Linked DNA regions of Anas platyrhynchos: region 2 is linked to region 1. Evidence: chromatin contacts called from public Hi-C data. All regions are on one chromosome and are shown on one strand. The core of a region is the stretch at or near the end of the contact, and the rest is flanking DNA. Distances in the headings are between cores, read along the strand shown.

What was found. Hi-C and Micro-C count contacts between places; a contact is called where the count stands out from the background.
Region 2: a contact with region 1 is called in a Hi-C map of liver, with 1.7 times the contacts expected there. The contact joins the promoter of CMTM6 here to the enhancer-like site in region 1. A contact is called at or near these places in 2 of 8 Hi-C or Micro-C datasets (liver and subcutaneous adipose tissue).

What each region holds. Positions count from the first base shown.
Region 1 is chr2:116,420,781-116,428,322 of IASCAAS_PekinDuck_T2T, forward strand. No RefSeq gene overlaps it. Among named protein-coding and RNA genes, the nearest start is that of CNOT10, 5.3 kb to the left of the region's middle. Within about 2 kb of position 4,836, at least 1 of the 8 cell types and tissues checked has an H3K27ac peak or open chromatin away from gene starts, as enhancers often do.
Region 2 is chr2:116,474,334-116,481,875 of IASCAAS_PekinDuck_T2T, forward strand. It overlaps CMTM6 (CKLF like MARVEL transmembrane domain containing 6), which reads left to right and starts at 2,884. Exons shown (of 4, transcript XM_027451104.3): 1 at 2,884-3,071; 2 at 7,349-7,525. The coding sequence starts at 2,949.

The DNA of each region.
Region 1 (7,542 bases), core at 3,586-6,085:
CATATCTTGATGGGATACCCCACTGCTCCTATTTCCCAATCACCTCTTTGACAAGTGATTATTTGGCAGAAGTTCTCTCTAAGGCATATAGCCACCAGGATCAAGGCTAATAATTGGCCTTCCCCTATTGCCATTTTTAAGCTTTAAGTCTTAAATAATTATGCATTGATTTACAATTATGAGCCTGTACACAGAGTCTATCAGGAAGCCTGCCTTCTGATTTTGATCTTCAGTGAGTCTTCTGTAGGCACAACTTCCCAGGTATTGGGACTGATGGATGCCTTTACTCGTGTATAATGAGTCCAGACTTTCTCCGCCGTTCTTACAGCTGTTTCAGTAGTAAGTGGTATTTGGAATGGTCCTTCCCATTCAGGCCGGAGCTTTGATTCCCTCCAGGTATGCATCAGGACCGTCTCCTTCCAGGTATGCATCAGAACCCAGTCTCCTGCATGGAATGGGCGTAGTGGGAATTCCAAGGATGGTGTTTGAGCTGAATCCTAAGAAATATCAAAGAAGAACATAACATGAATACACAGTTTCTGAGAAAAATATCCTTAGTTTCAAGAGAAGGTATTTCACTGCTCCTACCCAGGTATGGTAATCCAAACATACCACATGGTGAGACTCCTCTATCCTTTCCTAGCAGTTTGAATTCTGAGAAAAGTTAAGCATGTTGTCCAGGGAAGTTTAGTTTCTAATACAAGTTTTGACAGGTGTTTCTTTAATGTCTGATTCATTTGTTCCACTTTCCCAGAGGAGGAAGGATGCCATGGAGTATGAAATTCCCATTGTATTCCCAAAATTCTCATCAATCCTTGTAAAATGTATGAAGTAAAATGACTTATTTGATCTATTAGATTCAAAATAGATTCAGTAAATTGTCTTTTTCAATCAGTATAGCTTCATATTCTAGAGTCTGTCAGCCATCTTCCTGCTTTCTGAGTAAGGGTAGTCTTCACTTGGTGAGGGGTAACAGCAATGAATTGCCCCCAAAGGTCAATTTCCTGCTTTCTTCTACCAGTAAGGCAGTTGCTGCTACTGCCTGAACACACTGGCCATCCCTGGGATGTGAGATCTAATAATTTAGACAGATATGCTACAGTTTTTCTTCTATCTCCCCTCTCTTGGGTTAAAACCCTCAAAGCAGCACCCTCATTTACAGTTATAAAAAGATGAAATGATTTATTTAGGGCAGGAAAAGCTATGACTGGTGCTGTAATCAGATCCTGTTTTAGTTTTTCCACTATTTCTTTTTCTTCTTCTGTCCAATTCAATGTATTGGGTTTCTCCTCCAATAATTTGAGATATAATATCTTTGTTTTCTGTGCATATGCCTCTATCCGTAATCTGCAATATTCAGTTAAACCTAAAAATTCTCTTAATTCTTTCTTTGTTCGAGGGAGAGGAAGTTGCGCAATTCCCTGAATCCTTTCAGGGTTTATTCTCCATCTGCCCTTAGAGACTAGATATCTGACTTCTTTTTCCACATATTGTAATTTATTCTTAGATACCCTTAGCCTGTGTTCTCCTAAAAAAAAAAAATAAATAAATAAAAAAATCAGGAGTTCATTTGTGGCTTCTTTTACCTTTGATTTTTTCTACCACAAATATCAACAAATCACCTACATTTGTAACAACATCCACCCCTTCTGGAATCTGAAATGTTCCTAAAATCTTCTCCAATACTTGCCAGAACAAATTGATGGGATTCAGTGAATCCCTGAGGCAAAACAATCCATCTATATTGTCGTTTATGGACCATTTCTAGGTCTTCCCATTCAAAAGGTTTTCTAATAGTTGTTGATTCCACCCTTCTGTTTTCTGTTGTATTGTATATCTATTTGTGTATTTGGCCATGCTTTCATCATGAAATTAACCATTAAAAGCCCCTGTGCTACAGGGTCATCAGGATTCATTCCTGAATACCTTCTCATCCTGTCTCTAAGCCTTTCCAAGAAATCACTCAGTTTCATCTTTACTCTGCTGAACCTCAAAGGCTTTAATAAAATTCTGAGACTTAAGTACTGATTCTCTAATTCCTCTAAATACAATTTCTAACAAGTCTGTCATATTAACCCTATGCTGAGCCTTATTGTTGTCCCAGTTAGGGTCCACATTTGGAAATTTTTGCTCTGCTGGAATTACCCCATCTCCTGGAGGATGATCCCTTTCCCATTCCTGCATTGCTGCTCTTCTAATCATTCCTCATTCTTCCCCTGAGAATATCATATTCAGAATTGCCATCACTTCTCCCTGGGAATATAAATTGTGTCTCAGAAATTGATGTAATGGCTCTGCAAATCCAACGGGGTACTCAATGAGAGACTTCATTTCCTTCGTAAAATTTTGCACTTCTCCACTAGTAAGGGGAGCATTTACATACCCTATTTGTCGAGGTCCTAGCGGAACTTCCCAGAGAGGATACAGAGCAGCTTTGGTAGCATCAATAATGTTAGTATTAGGGAATGGAAAATTCTCAAGATCTTTTCAATATTATTCTAATTCTTTTACAAGCCTGGGGTACCTTCTGCCTCTAACTTTGTTCACAGTTCCTCTCTCTTCTTCTGGAGCAGCTTGGGGGTTACAAGGAAGATAAATTCTCTAAGGGGTCCCATTCATTATTTCTTCTCTCCTCTTTCTCTTCCTCTTTATTCTGAACTTTGCTCAAAAGCAAATGTGTTTCTTATATCCAACAAGCAGCATAATCTGATTCTTCTTCTGAAATTGGAGAATTGCTATTGACATATGAATTTAAGGCCTGACATACCTAGTCTTCATCAGACCCATATTTTGGCCAAACATACCTAGTCCTCATCAGGCTCATATTTTGGCCAAAATGCTGCAGTTCCTTTGTTTGGTTCCTTTGTCCAGACTAAAACACAATATTTAGCCATTTTCTTTCTATCTTTTCCCTTAGTTTTGGGGTTATTCTTCCAATTTCTTAGCATTCTTCCTACAGGACTGTCAGTAGGCACTACCTTTGGGGTATCTCCCTGTTCCCTGTAGGGTACCACACACTAACTCTCTGGTTCTAGAAAATGGGGGTGTACTGACGAGCACTTTACCATGCAAGGGGTACTGTACACCTATGGGTTTACCAGATTCCCTGGTGTACTGCCAAGCACTTTACTGTGCAAGGGGTACTGTACACCACATTTCCCAAGACTCTTCCCTTCTCTCTCTTATCTCACACTTTGTCTGTCTCTGGCCATGCCCCTCATGAAGCTACAGAACCGCGGATCAGGACTCCACACTCACTTCGTACAAAAGTATGTCTCAATCACACGTCACACGAGAGCCTCACCCAATTCCCAAAGCAATACTTAATATTTCTTACCTTGGTCTGTGCACAAAGTTACCGGGTCAATTCTCCAACCCAGAGTGCCTCCCTTCTCACAGTACTTCATGGATCTTGCTTCTTTAACCAGTCTCTGGCCCTCTGTCAGCTCTCCCTAGAACCACTGCTGTCAGTGCACAGGATCACTGAGATCAGTGGGGTCCCCCTTCCTGCTGCTGCAGTGACAGGGTCCTTGGTAGACCACTGGATCCCAGACGAGCTCCCAGATTGTGAGAAACACTTGCTGGCCAATAACACAGGCTTAAGCAAGGATCTCAGTGAAGTAACCTTTTATTCGCGATTGCAGTGGTGAGCATCTCACAAGCAGGAGAGCACTTGTGGACTCAATTTTCACACCTTTTATGCCCAGGTTCCCAACTCCCCTGGTTACTTATTGGCCAAGTACTACAGGTTCACAACCTATCCGATGCTTGTTACTAGTGTCATACAAACCTTATCAACCTTTAATTCTTCCCTTTGTTTTCCTTATCTTTTGCAACCCTCTATGCTGTTTTCAACAGCTTTTCAGCCTTTTGGTCACGTACACCCAGCCAGTGCTTTTCCGCTGAATATCAATCTAGTGCTTGTTTCCCCCCATACATTGTGCAATCCCAGGAAGCAACATGCCTTGCATTTCCTATGCTTATGTTACCAATTCCGATGAAAAAAAAAAAAAAAAAAAGAAAAAATTTTTGTTCCCACATCACACATCAGAAGGGCTTTCCCCTCAGCACTCCGGCACAAAATTTGATTATTTACCTACTGCTCATGCTGCAGTTTCATTTTTTGCCTGGCTTTCCTGAAAGAACCCATCTGGAGTTTCAGTTTGGTTTTGCATTAATCTTTTCAAAATATTTATTAGTTTGTGTGGATTATCTGCCTGGCTACCTGGAGTGCTGTTGGGGTGCTTATTGCCATAGCCATTAGGGTGGATGAGGCAGCATTGCGCCTGCGGCCTGCATTCCTTGTTGGATGGCTGCTTGGGCAGCAGCTTAACCCTGCTGGGAGCCCCTCATGCTGCAAGGCCACTGTCCTCTGGTGGGAAGGACTCTGATTAACATTTTCTATCATTGCCATTATCCTTGTAGTTAAAGTACAAGGTGTACAAGACAACAAGAGGTGAAAGACATGGGGTAAATGGCATTTGCAGTGTCTGGAGTAGTCATAAATATTAACGACTCTTAAGTGTCTGTAATGACTTGGACATACTGTAAACCTTGAAGCATTTCAAGACCCCCCAAGAGAGCTCTTTGCATGCCCAGCAGCTATGCACAGCTCTGGCCTGTCATAGGGACAGCGGACAGGCCTGGAGGAGCCACCTCCACCCACAGGTAACTGTGGGATGTGAAGCGAGGCTGTGAGCAGGGGCCTGGGGACCCTGTCTTGCTGTCCCTGGGGACACACGGACAGTCCACATTAGCTGCCACTCTGTGTACATGACTTTCCATCACTGAGCTCCCCCTCTCCTTCCTCTGTGTCAGGGCGGTTACTCTAAGACTCTGCTATAATTTTGTCATCTGTTAATATGGGAACAGTTTATTGCATTATCTTTCCAGATCTGTTTCTCCGAGACTTCCCTCCATCCACATCTATTCCTGCTGAACATCAGCTTGTTTTCTTCTTGCAACAGGAACCGTGGATCTTAGTAGATTCTGCATTATATGATTTCAACCTCGTTGCCAGCTGACAGCATTTGTCAAGAAAGACCAGGCTATCTAAAGCATACCACACCTGTTGCATGCCTGTTACACATTATATAAAGTTTAAAGGATGAAATCTGTCTCTAGGGAAACTGAACACAAAACTGGTTTGCTGGAAGCAGGATTTCTTACTGGTCATCTTGTCATAAGTATCCAGTTACTTTATTTTTCTTAACTCCTGTTTGACACATGGGAGAGGCACGGTTTGTAAGGAGTGGTGATACTTTATTTAACAAGGGAATACGGTTGGAAAGAAATAAGCACACATAAGAAATAAGACATGCCAGAAAGACACTATAAGAAATAGACACACCAGCTCTGAACACCTTTAAACTATCACAGCTTTTAAAGAGCAAATCTGTATGAACTGACAAATTTTTGAAAACACTAGTTTGGGAATTTCAAGATCAGGGTGATTTTTTTTTTATTTTGTAGTTAAAATTCAGAATATTCCAACTTCTGTTTAGTGATTTCTGTTATTCACGGCTCCTGCAAATCCTCTTCAATTTACCCTGATCTTCAGACTTTCTTATGGACATGTGTACACATATAGGAGAAAATCCTGCAGTCCATATATGTAAGCATTTTATTCCAAGCCTCTGAATTTGTTACATTTCTTTTGTGAGAAATAGCAGCTGGCCCATGCTGTTAGCCAGACCTGTATTAGACAATAACCGCCAATAAAGTAATAGCAAGCCCTCCTGATGTGTGTATATATTTACTAGTCTTATTAATTATTTATGCTGGTATATTCTGGTTTGGTAATCAGTAGAAACTACAAAAGCAAAAGCATTTTACTCCTAGTATAACCGTGCGTTCTCTCTGACTATTATCAAAACAAGAAAGTTGCCAAAAAGCCACCGTGACACAGTAAGAACGCCTAATGTGGACCCAATGTGAACATACATCTTCCTCTCTCAGGTTTGCTACTGGGTTTGTCACCAGTGCCAAAACGGCAGCCTGCTAGTTCCAGGGCATGCTGCTCCGAGATAGATGGGCACCACGATGAATTCACTGTTCCCTACTATACCTCTTCTTTGACAGTCCTGTCAAAGCTCATTCAGCTTGAAGCATGGCAGCACTGGTATCCAGCTTCTCATCTCTTCTACAACGTGACATCTAGAGGACATTCACAGTAATTTGCTTTATCCATCATGCTATGAATTTACTGCAGGGCTTCTGTACCTGAGGGGTACTTGCAGCAATTCTTGATATACTTCCTCCATTGTTTTCCCATGTCTGTGGCTTCTATTTCCAAAATCAAAATATTTATTCAATTTGTAAGGCACAGATATTTTTGCTGGCTAGTTTTTATTTTTTTTATTTTTTTACCTTTTATCAATATGGATGATTTTTTTTTAAGGAACGTGTCACAAGTAAAATAATTTTCCCCCTTCTTATTAATAATCATATCTTATTTGCTTATGTGGGAGTGAAAGGTACTGAAGGAAGGGAAGAGACACATGCCCTTTGTTAACATTGCAGTTCAAGCATACAGTCACGCAATCAAAATTGTTATTGACATTTTTCCTTCAAAAATGAATACTGTGATAACATCACTATATTACTGTAAGGGTAGGGGAAAGAATTTCTTGAATGCATGTACATCCAATTTGCATTCTGCCTGAGGTGTAGTAGATCTTGTCAAGTGAGCAGATAATAGAACCTGTGACTGGGCTCAGTAAGGCAGGTACGCCATCTGCTGTGGAAGATACTGAATAAACTTAAATATCCTTTGAGAGAATTAATAATTATAATAATAATAACAACTCTTTATATATATATATACATTTACTTCTGCAGGAAAGAAATAGTCCCAATTCAGGCTTTTAGCTGAAAGCTCAGTTTGAAAAAAAAAAAAAACAACAAAACAAGCATGGAACAGAGATGGGCAGATTCTTCTAGGTTTCTTCTGCTTATTTCTAGGTTATGCCAAAACAAGCAAAAAGGACCCAGCTGTAATTTGTATTGTCTAAGTGGAAAGGCAGTTTCAGAGGAATAAATCGTGTCTGCTTAGGGCCAGAGTGTAGTGCCAACATCTCACTCCTCTCCCATGCAGTACCCTCCTTTAGTACACAAGACTAATTAGGCCAGGGTTTCCTCTCTGATTTTGGCCTCACTAAGCAAGCAATTTTTCAAGACTTGCATACTCAAAGTTCTTGCACACTCAAAACCAGCAAGACAGCCATCTCCTACCCAGCCTTGCAGCAGCAGATAACCTCTCTGCTGCTCATGTACAAGCAAGACCTGTCTCATAGAGGAGAAAATCAGGATTTACAACATGCCCCACCACCTAGGAAGAAAAGGAAGAGCATAGCCAGCTCCAAAGGGAACTGTAAAAGGTACAGTTCTTTGCCCAGAAAAAAAAAACATATAGAAATCTGGGCAGCATTTTGTTTTCCTAGTAAATTCCAAAATACAGATCGTTTTATATAATACATCTTCTATTAATAGGGCTTCCCATCCCTTGCCCCTCTAACATTAAAAAGCGCTTAACCCCTAGGT
Region 2 (7,542 bases), core at 1,634-4,133, 52 kb after region 1:
CTGCAGCTGTAGAACCATTACTTGTCAAATACCTTATGGCTTTGTGATTCTCTTTATGCAGATAAATGCTGAAAAACAGTGACAAGAGTTAGCTTAGGTAAATGTGGAATACTGAGGGTTTGTTTTCTTGTGTCATAAGGGATGCTTAGACATAGTTATTAAAAACACTAATCCTTAATCTTCAGCTGTGTAAAAATCACACATTCTAGCTGGTCAGTATGAAGATAGGAGTTTGTGAATTCAATTGCAATACTGAGTCTAAAAATACAGCCTTGAGAGCAGAGGAATCTTCAGCAGATGCAACATGTGCAAGGCTTTTCTGAGTTCTTTGTCACAGTACTTACGTTATTCCCCTTGCTAGCTAGTTGTACCGTACTTAATGCTTGCAATACACAGGGCCAGAGTGACGAAAGAAAACTGTTAGATACCTGTGTGGGAATACCAGAAATGAGACCAGGAGGAGAGCTGTGTCTCCAAATGGCTGACTTAATTGTTCCATGGTGATGAACCTCATCACCCTTCAAATGAAATGAAGCCTGTCTCCTTCAGCTGTTTGGACTTTTAAACTACCCTCCCATTCCTATAGTTCCTTCTCTCTCGCCCTCCTTGAAGGAAAACAAAAGGGCACAATTGTATTTATGAACATGGGAAAATTGGAATATCAGTGTGACAAGTCAGGTCAATGGAGCCCTGCTGCTAATTTTGATTGTGAGGGATTTTGGTTTTAGCTTAATCTGTGTAAATCTGTAATACACTACGAAGCTAGTTCCAAAGGGTCACTGGGGCTTCACTATGAAAACAGGGATGCAGCCCTGGTCTGTGGCCACTATATTCCAGTGGCTGGCATTTACTCAACTGCTTCAAGGAGCTGAAGTCACACTTCTTTGTAAGTTTTTTTTCAGTGCAGCAAGGGGTGATAGCCATGTCATAAAACTATAATGTAATCTCCCCTAATGAGGTAGCTTTCTCAACTTAATAAGTATTGCTTTTTGGCCACTATGGTGGAGAAGATGCAATGAGGGAGAAAACTAGGTCACTCATCACTAATCTGCTTCCACCAACCACGAGCTCTTTGGTTGAATGGAGATGTTGTGGTAGTTTAAGATCTAACTCCAGGGTTGCCTCTCTGCTGCAAGCTCCTGCTTTTAGCTCTGGTTCTGCCATTCTGGCAGAGGTTGTGTGGGTAAGAAAGGCTTTGTTTTTGGAAAGCTCCATCAGCAGGTAAACAGAAGGAAGTAGATGCACACCTGGAACGGGATTTCCATTGCATCACAGGCAGGTAATTACAGTTATTTGCATTAAGCAGGCATGTTATGTATCGCAATTATTGTTTTGATCTGCCTTCCCTCTAAAGGAGAGTGAGGTACTTGAAAGACAATTCTAATGAAAAGGGTAAAGAACACCTTTAGTTTGTGTGCACAGCAGCATTTGTATGTTTTAACACAATGCCTGAAGTATTTTTAAGCTACCAGGCCCTACCTGGTCTCCTTTTCATTCCTTCTTTGTTACAGTTACTGGAACTTTGTTACTGTTTTGCTTTTCATGAATTCCCTTATAAATAAATAAAGCGGGCTAAATAAGCTAGGATTTAAGTGGCAAGCTAACCTTTATAATTCATGCATCATTGACATGTACTTTCTGGAAAAAGCCTGAACCGAAAAACCAACTCAAAGACAACAGTAAGTAGAAAAAGGTTGCAATCTATTTTATCTTTTCTTGACTTGGATAGTGTTTATATGACTCCTTGAAAAGCAAACTCAATAGTTACATCTCTGTTCATAATCTAGTAACGCTGCATTAAGACACTGGTAAAGATTCAGATGGGAACAACTGCGAATATCCCTAAATGCTAGTGAACACCTGAAAAGGAAAACTCACAATTTCTTCTATCTCCCTAAGCCCTGTCTCCCTCAGACCAAAGTACAGTCTAGTCACACACAAAATACTAGCAAGGAAGAAAACAAAACAAGGGAAATTCCTTCAGAAAAGAGATGCCAGCCTCTGTAATATAATCTTATTTATGGTGTACTAATGTGAAAAACAGCAATAAAGGCAAGGCAGACTCCTGAGTGGTAACAGTAAATGTTATGTGCCCAGCCCTGTGTTCTGGGGATGCTGCCAGCAGAACTGCATTAGACTCATCCCAACCCCAGGCAGAAGCTACGCTGCCCTCGTGGCAATACCTTGCTTATTTTACTGGAAACTCCCATGCCATGGGAATGGTGGGACTTGCCTTCCTCATTTGCCTCTGAAGCCGATTGCTGCAGCAGGCACTGTTTGTGGCACAAACAAGCCTGTGCTGCCCTGCCCAGGGGCCCTGCAGCGTTCCTCTCGCTTGTGTTTTCTTACTGGGAGGGCTCGTGCTTATGGCCTGCTGGTGAATGTTCAACACAGAGCACGAACTGACTGCTTTTAGCAGGGCCACCCCACTTTACCTGGCCATCCTGGTGGCTCTTGGCAGGCTTACAAAAGGCACTGGGGCTCCTGGGTGGCCGCATGCATCCTCCCTGCTCCTTGTGCTGGCTCTGGAAGAGAGATGGGGGCTGAGCAACCTGATCCTGAGTATGGGCTTCACTTAACCAGCGTGCATACAAAGCTGAGGTTAAGAAAATTGCCATTTATATTACGTTTGACAGAAACTTAAATAAGTGAAGTGTAGCCGAATTTGGCTGTGACGGGTGGTAGCAGTTCTGTGGCTGAGAGGTGAATAGTGTAGCAGCCCAAGGCTCTGCTCAGCCCCAAGCCGCCTCCAGCGCCCAGCACCAGCCCGGTTCCTCCTCAAGCAAGGCCGGGGACAGGGCCAGGCTGGCAACCAGCCTGCAGCCGGGAGGGACTGGGACCGCCTCCACCTTCCCCTTCCCCTTCCCCTTCCTTCCCTTTCCCTTCCCTCCCCGCCCTCCTGCCTCGCCCTTTTGCTTTCGCTTCTTCCCTTCAGCTTGGCGGCGGCCATGGAGAACGGGGCCGTGTACCGCCCGACCACCGAGCCCCGCTGCAAGGAGCCCCGCCGGCCCTGCGGCTGCACCCGGCACCGCCTGAAGGGCTGGAGGCTGCCGGCCAAAGTGCTGCAACCGGTGAGGCCCTGCCCTTCCCTTCCCTTCCCTTCCCTTCCCTTCCCTTCCCTTCCCTTCCCTTCCCTTCCCTTCCCTTCCCTTCCCTTCCCTTCCCTTCCCTTCCCTTCCCTTCCCTTCCCTTCCCTTCCCTTCCCTTCCCTTCCCTTCCCTTCCCTTCCCTTCCCTTCCCTTCCCTTCCCACCCAGCAGAGGCAAAGCCTGCCTTGTTGTTTGCTAAGCTGCACAAATCGGTAACTGAAGGCTGAGGTGGCCGCGGTGCCACTGCCTTTTGGGCAGCTTGAGGTTGTTTTGTGGTGAGGAACTAATGGGCTTGCTCCTTCTTCGTGTCCGGCTGCAGGGGCACGTGCTAGCACCGACCTGCTGGTTGTGTGCCTCGCATGGCTGAGGTTAAGCGCTGTGGCCACCATGGGTCCACTGCTCGGCATCCTCAGGGTTTAAAATCAGAGGCCATCCTCACAGAAAACATAGCGTACTCTCTTCTGAGGGCCTCGCTGGATGTAAACAGGCAGTAGAAACCTTTGTAAGGTTGTGGGATTGCTGGGTTCCCCTCATGTCACCCCCACAGCCTGACCATGAGTGCACCAAGCTGTGCCGTGCTCCACTGCCTCGGGGAGCACATCTCCCCCAGCAAACCTCCTGGCAGAAAGCACACCAAAACATGTGAGCTGGGTGGTGGCCGGTCTGGATGTGTGTGACACCGCAGTGCCTCACTTCGTACCGGGCAGCCCCACGCTCTCCTGGAATCGGGGGCTCATATTCTGCTTGCTTTTTGCCACACGTAACATTATTCCTGGATTTGCTCAGCACCGGGACACCGGATCATGCTCCTGTGTGTTCCCAGCCTCAGTGATGGATCTTCCCAAGCTTGCTGGTAGCGATGTGAGGAGCACTGGGTGCACGTACCAGCAGCGAGCAGTGAAACCACAGCGGCAAAGGGCAGCTGACTGTAAATGTGTCAGCAAACATTTTCCATCGCAGTGGCTTCTCAGTCAGATGTCTCATGCTGAGAGGAATCATAGGTGATTTCCAGCCTTTTCTTGTTAATTCGCTGTGCAGAAAAGAGGACGTTCGGTTTTTAAACTTTGGCTCACACAGAGTCAAAAGCCTGAAAGCTGAAGAAAGCAGTGCTGGTAATGCTAATGCTGCCCGAAGCAATGCTTTCTAAGACTGTTTAAAAAAAAATCACACCCAAGAATCCTATATTAAATATAACAGGATGCAAAATGTTACTTCATCTTCTGGAGATTAACAAAGATCTGCTGGATGTTGCTCCCAAACAAACAGATCGTTACAGATCAGTAGTTTAATGAAATAAAACAAACTATTGCATATGCAACTCTACTGGTGTAGCAATGTCTTCAACTGCTTACCTGAGCAGAGGCATTGTTTAAAAAGCTTTCTAGGAAGGAAAAAGGTAAGTTATTAAGGCCTGTCCTGACAAGGATGGGTAGCTGCTTGACAGGCTCCTAAAGAAGTAGCAGCTTATGGCCTATAACAGTCTTTCAATAAGAGGAAAAATAAAATTGAATTACAATCATTCACCTTCCTCACTTCCAACAGTTCCTCCATCCTTTTGTTTCACTTTACCAAAATGCACGGATCTTCAGCTCTTGGCCAAAGCACTTACAGCAAGCTCCAGAAATTACTGAAGGTGGAAGCCTCAATATTTCCAGTAGGAGAAAGGTTCCCGTTTTAGGAAAGCATTGGTTTCTTTTTATTGGCAGCCCCGGTGATGGTGGTGGTCATTAACATCTATTAGCCTTGTGTTAGAACAGTGATGGTTCGTTATTGTGGGGATTGCACACTGATAATCAGACGGGTGAGCTGCTAAATGGGAAGGTTTCGTGCTGGGAACACCACTGCTCTGTTTTAACAGGCCTGTTGGAAAATTCATTGATTTGCTTTATTTTTGTAGCCTTTCACTTCTTAAATTTACTTGAGAAACGTGACATTTGTGCAGAAACTCGCAGTAGCATCAGTGTCGATGCAAAGTTCCTGCTGGCAGAGGACCAAGGAAGTTATTTAATGGCTTGTGTGTGTTAGGGCACTTGGGACTCATCTGCATCCACAGCAATGCGGGGCTCTGCATGAGAGGCAAGGAAGGTGGCAGCTGCCTGTTTGTGTCCTCAGGTATTTCCTCGGTCTTTGGTGTGAAAGAGGCTCTGCCCTGAAGGTTTAGCTCTGAAGAAAATGAGGAGCTCCTGAGCTGTCCCTCTCTGCTCATTGCTCAAATAAACCCATAGTGAGATTCTGGGTGCTTGCCACTGGGAAGTTTCCACAGGCTCAGTGTGGAGACAGCAAACATAAAAATACAACAGAGCAAGCTTCAGCTGCTTCATGTAAGCCTGTACTGGTCTGCGCTGACCTACGCATGTGGCTGTGCTTGCAGAACTGGGAAACCGAAGAAAATGTAACAACAGAGCCCTCTCATGTTTATTTATAGAGATGTCAAGAAGCAAATTAACAAACCCAAGCAGAACTCTGCAGCTTATAGATGTGCAGCTGATACACTACATCAAGCAAAGTTCTTCACATCAAAGCTTTTTTAATGATGCACTCTTTTGCTATTCACCTCATTAATAAAAATTTGAATACTGTTGGAGAAGTCCCACAAAGGATGCCAGATCAGTCCTCCCTTCTCCCCCATTTTTTTGACATGAAATCCTTTAAAAGTACTCCTCAAATTTGATTTATTTTTTTCCTCCCACTCATTTGCACACTCAGTGGAGAGGTTTTTTTTTTCAGTTACTTAGACCATATTATGGTTACCTGGGCTTCTAAAGCCTTTTTAGGGCAGGTTGCCAAAAAGACCTTTATTTCCTTTCTGTTCTGCCTCTGGTGAAAGTGATGGCATTCAGCTCTCAGTGCTGATACAAGGAGGTAGAAATACAAATCCCAGAAGGGAGGGGGAGAAAAATATTCCTTGGGCATCTGCAGTAATCACTGGGTTAGGCGTGAGGGTTTCTGAGAAATTTGCTTTGCCAGCCAAGCACAAGAGAGAAGGGAAGTATGCGGAGGGCTGATTGTAATGTGTCAGTTTACCAACTCGTGTGTGCTTTTCCCTTTCTGAGATCCTGTTTACTTTACACCGTTGTGTATTCAAAGCACGATGTTTTCTGAGGTCTTGCTTAGCTGGTGAATTTACAGTTCCCACGTGCTAAGTCACTTTTCTTATTTTTACTGTCAGAAAACTGAAACTCAAGACAGGTCATTATTTTCCAAAATAAGATGCAGATATAGCATCTGCAGCTGTTTTGACGTGCTAGTAACTGGAAAATGACAATTCTGAATTCTAGAATTAGATTTTTTTTCACAGAAGAGCTGTCAACTCCATTATTGCCCAAATACTGTCATTAAAAATAGGATCATCCTCCCTGTATCAGTCTTGATTTTATGGCTGAGTCTGATTCCTAATAATTGTTCCAGTCCACTGAACTCCTTACTGCAAGGATCTATATCCTCTGTCAACTTTTTAGGATGAAGAAAACCAGCAAGAAGTGGCCAAAATGAGAGACTATTAAAAAATAAAATAAAATAAGCAATATCCTTTCTTGTACAATAAGGTGGTAGAAGATCCAGCAGCAGATGCTTGGTGTCTGTATGGGAGTTAACTCATGTTCTGTCCTCAAAAAATACTGCTGCAGGGAGGCTAACGTAGGCTTCTGCGGAGATTAAACACTGCCCAACATAGCTTAAATGTGGTTTAAACATAGCTTGAAGTTTTGGTTCCTGCAATTGAGCTTCTGTTGTTACTGGTCATAAACACACGAGCCATTAGCTGTACTTTCTCTGAAGTTTATCGAGGGAGATAACACCAGCTGCAGGCTTTCAGGGAGCTAAATGGCTGGGTCAGAGTCTTCTGATCCACCCCAATCCCAAATGCATGTAAAACTAAATGTGGTTGTAAGTGGTAAGCAATTGCATTTTTGCTTGTTCTGACTGGAAGCTGTGCTTCTCGTGCTGTCTGCCCGCTCTCCTACTGCTCAAAGCCACAAATGGGAAGGCTTCAGTTAAAAGTGTGTAGATGGTGGAGCTTAACCCAATGGAGTTTGTTGACTGACTTGAACATCAAGCCTAAACTGTGTCATTGTATTTCTACCTGTGTTATCCATAGGTAAATAACCATAAAATAGTGCAGAACTTCACCAAGTTCTTTTTTAGATTCTTTTGTTGTTGTTGTTGTTTTATTTCTGTCTTCATTAACCTTAATATTGGAGACATCTGTTTGCTAACGATATTGGTGACTTGATCTAACACAAGTATGTTATTTGTTTGCAGTTTCTCTCTCTTCTGGCTGTTATTTTTGAGGAAATTGTGGAGGATTGTAGCAATTGTGGTGGACTTTACTTCTTTGAATTCACAAGCTGCACTGCTTTTCTTCTGAGCCTCCTGATCCTCTGTGTGTATTGCACTGTTGCATATGAAACCTTCGGGAAAGATAAAGTAGAGAAAGTGGTAAGATTTATTTTTTT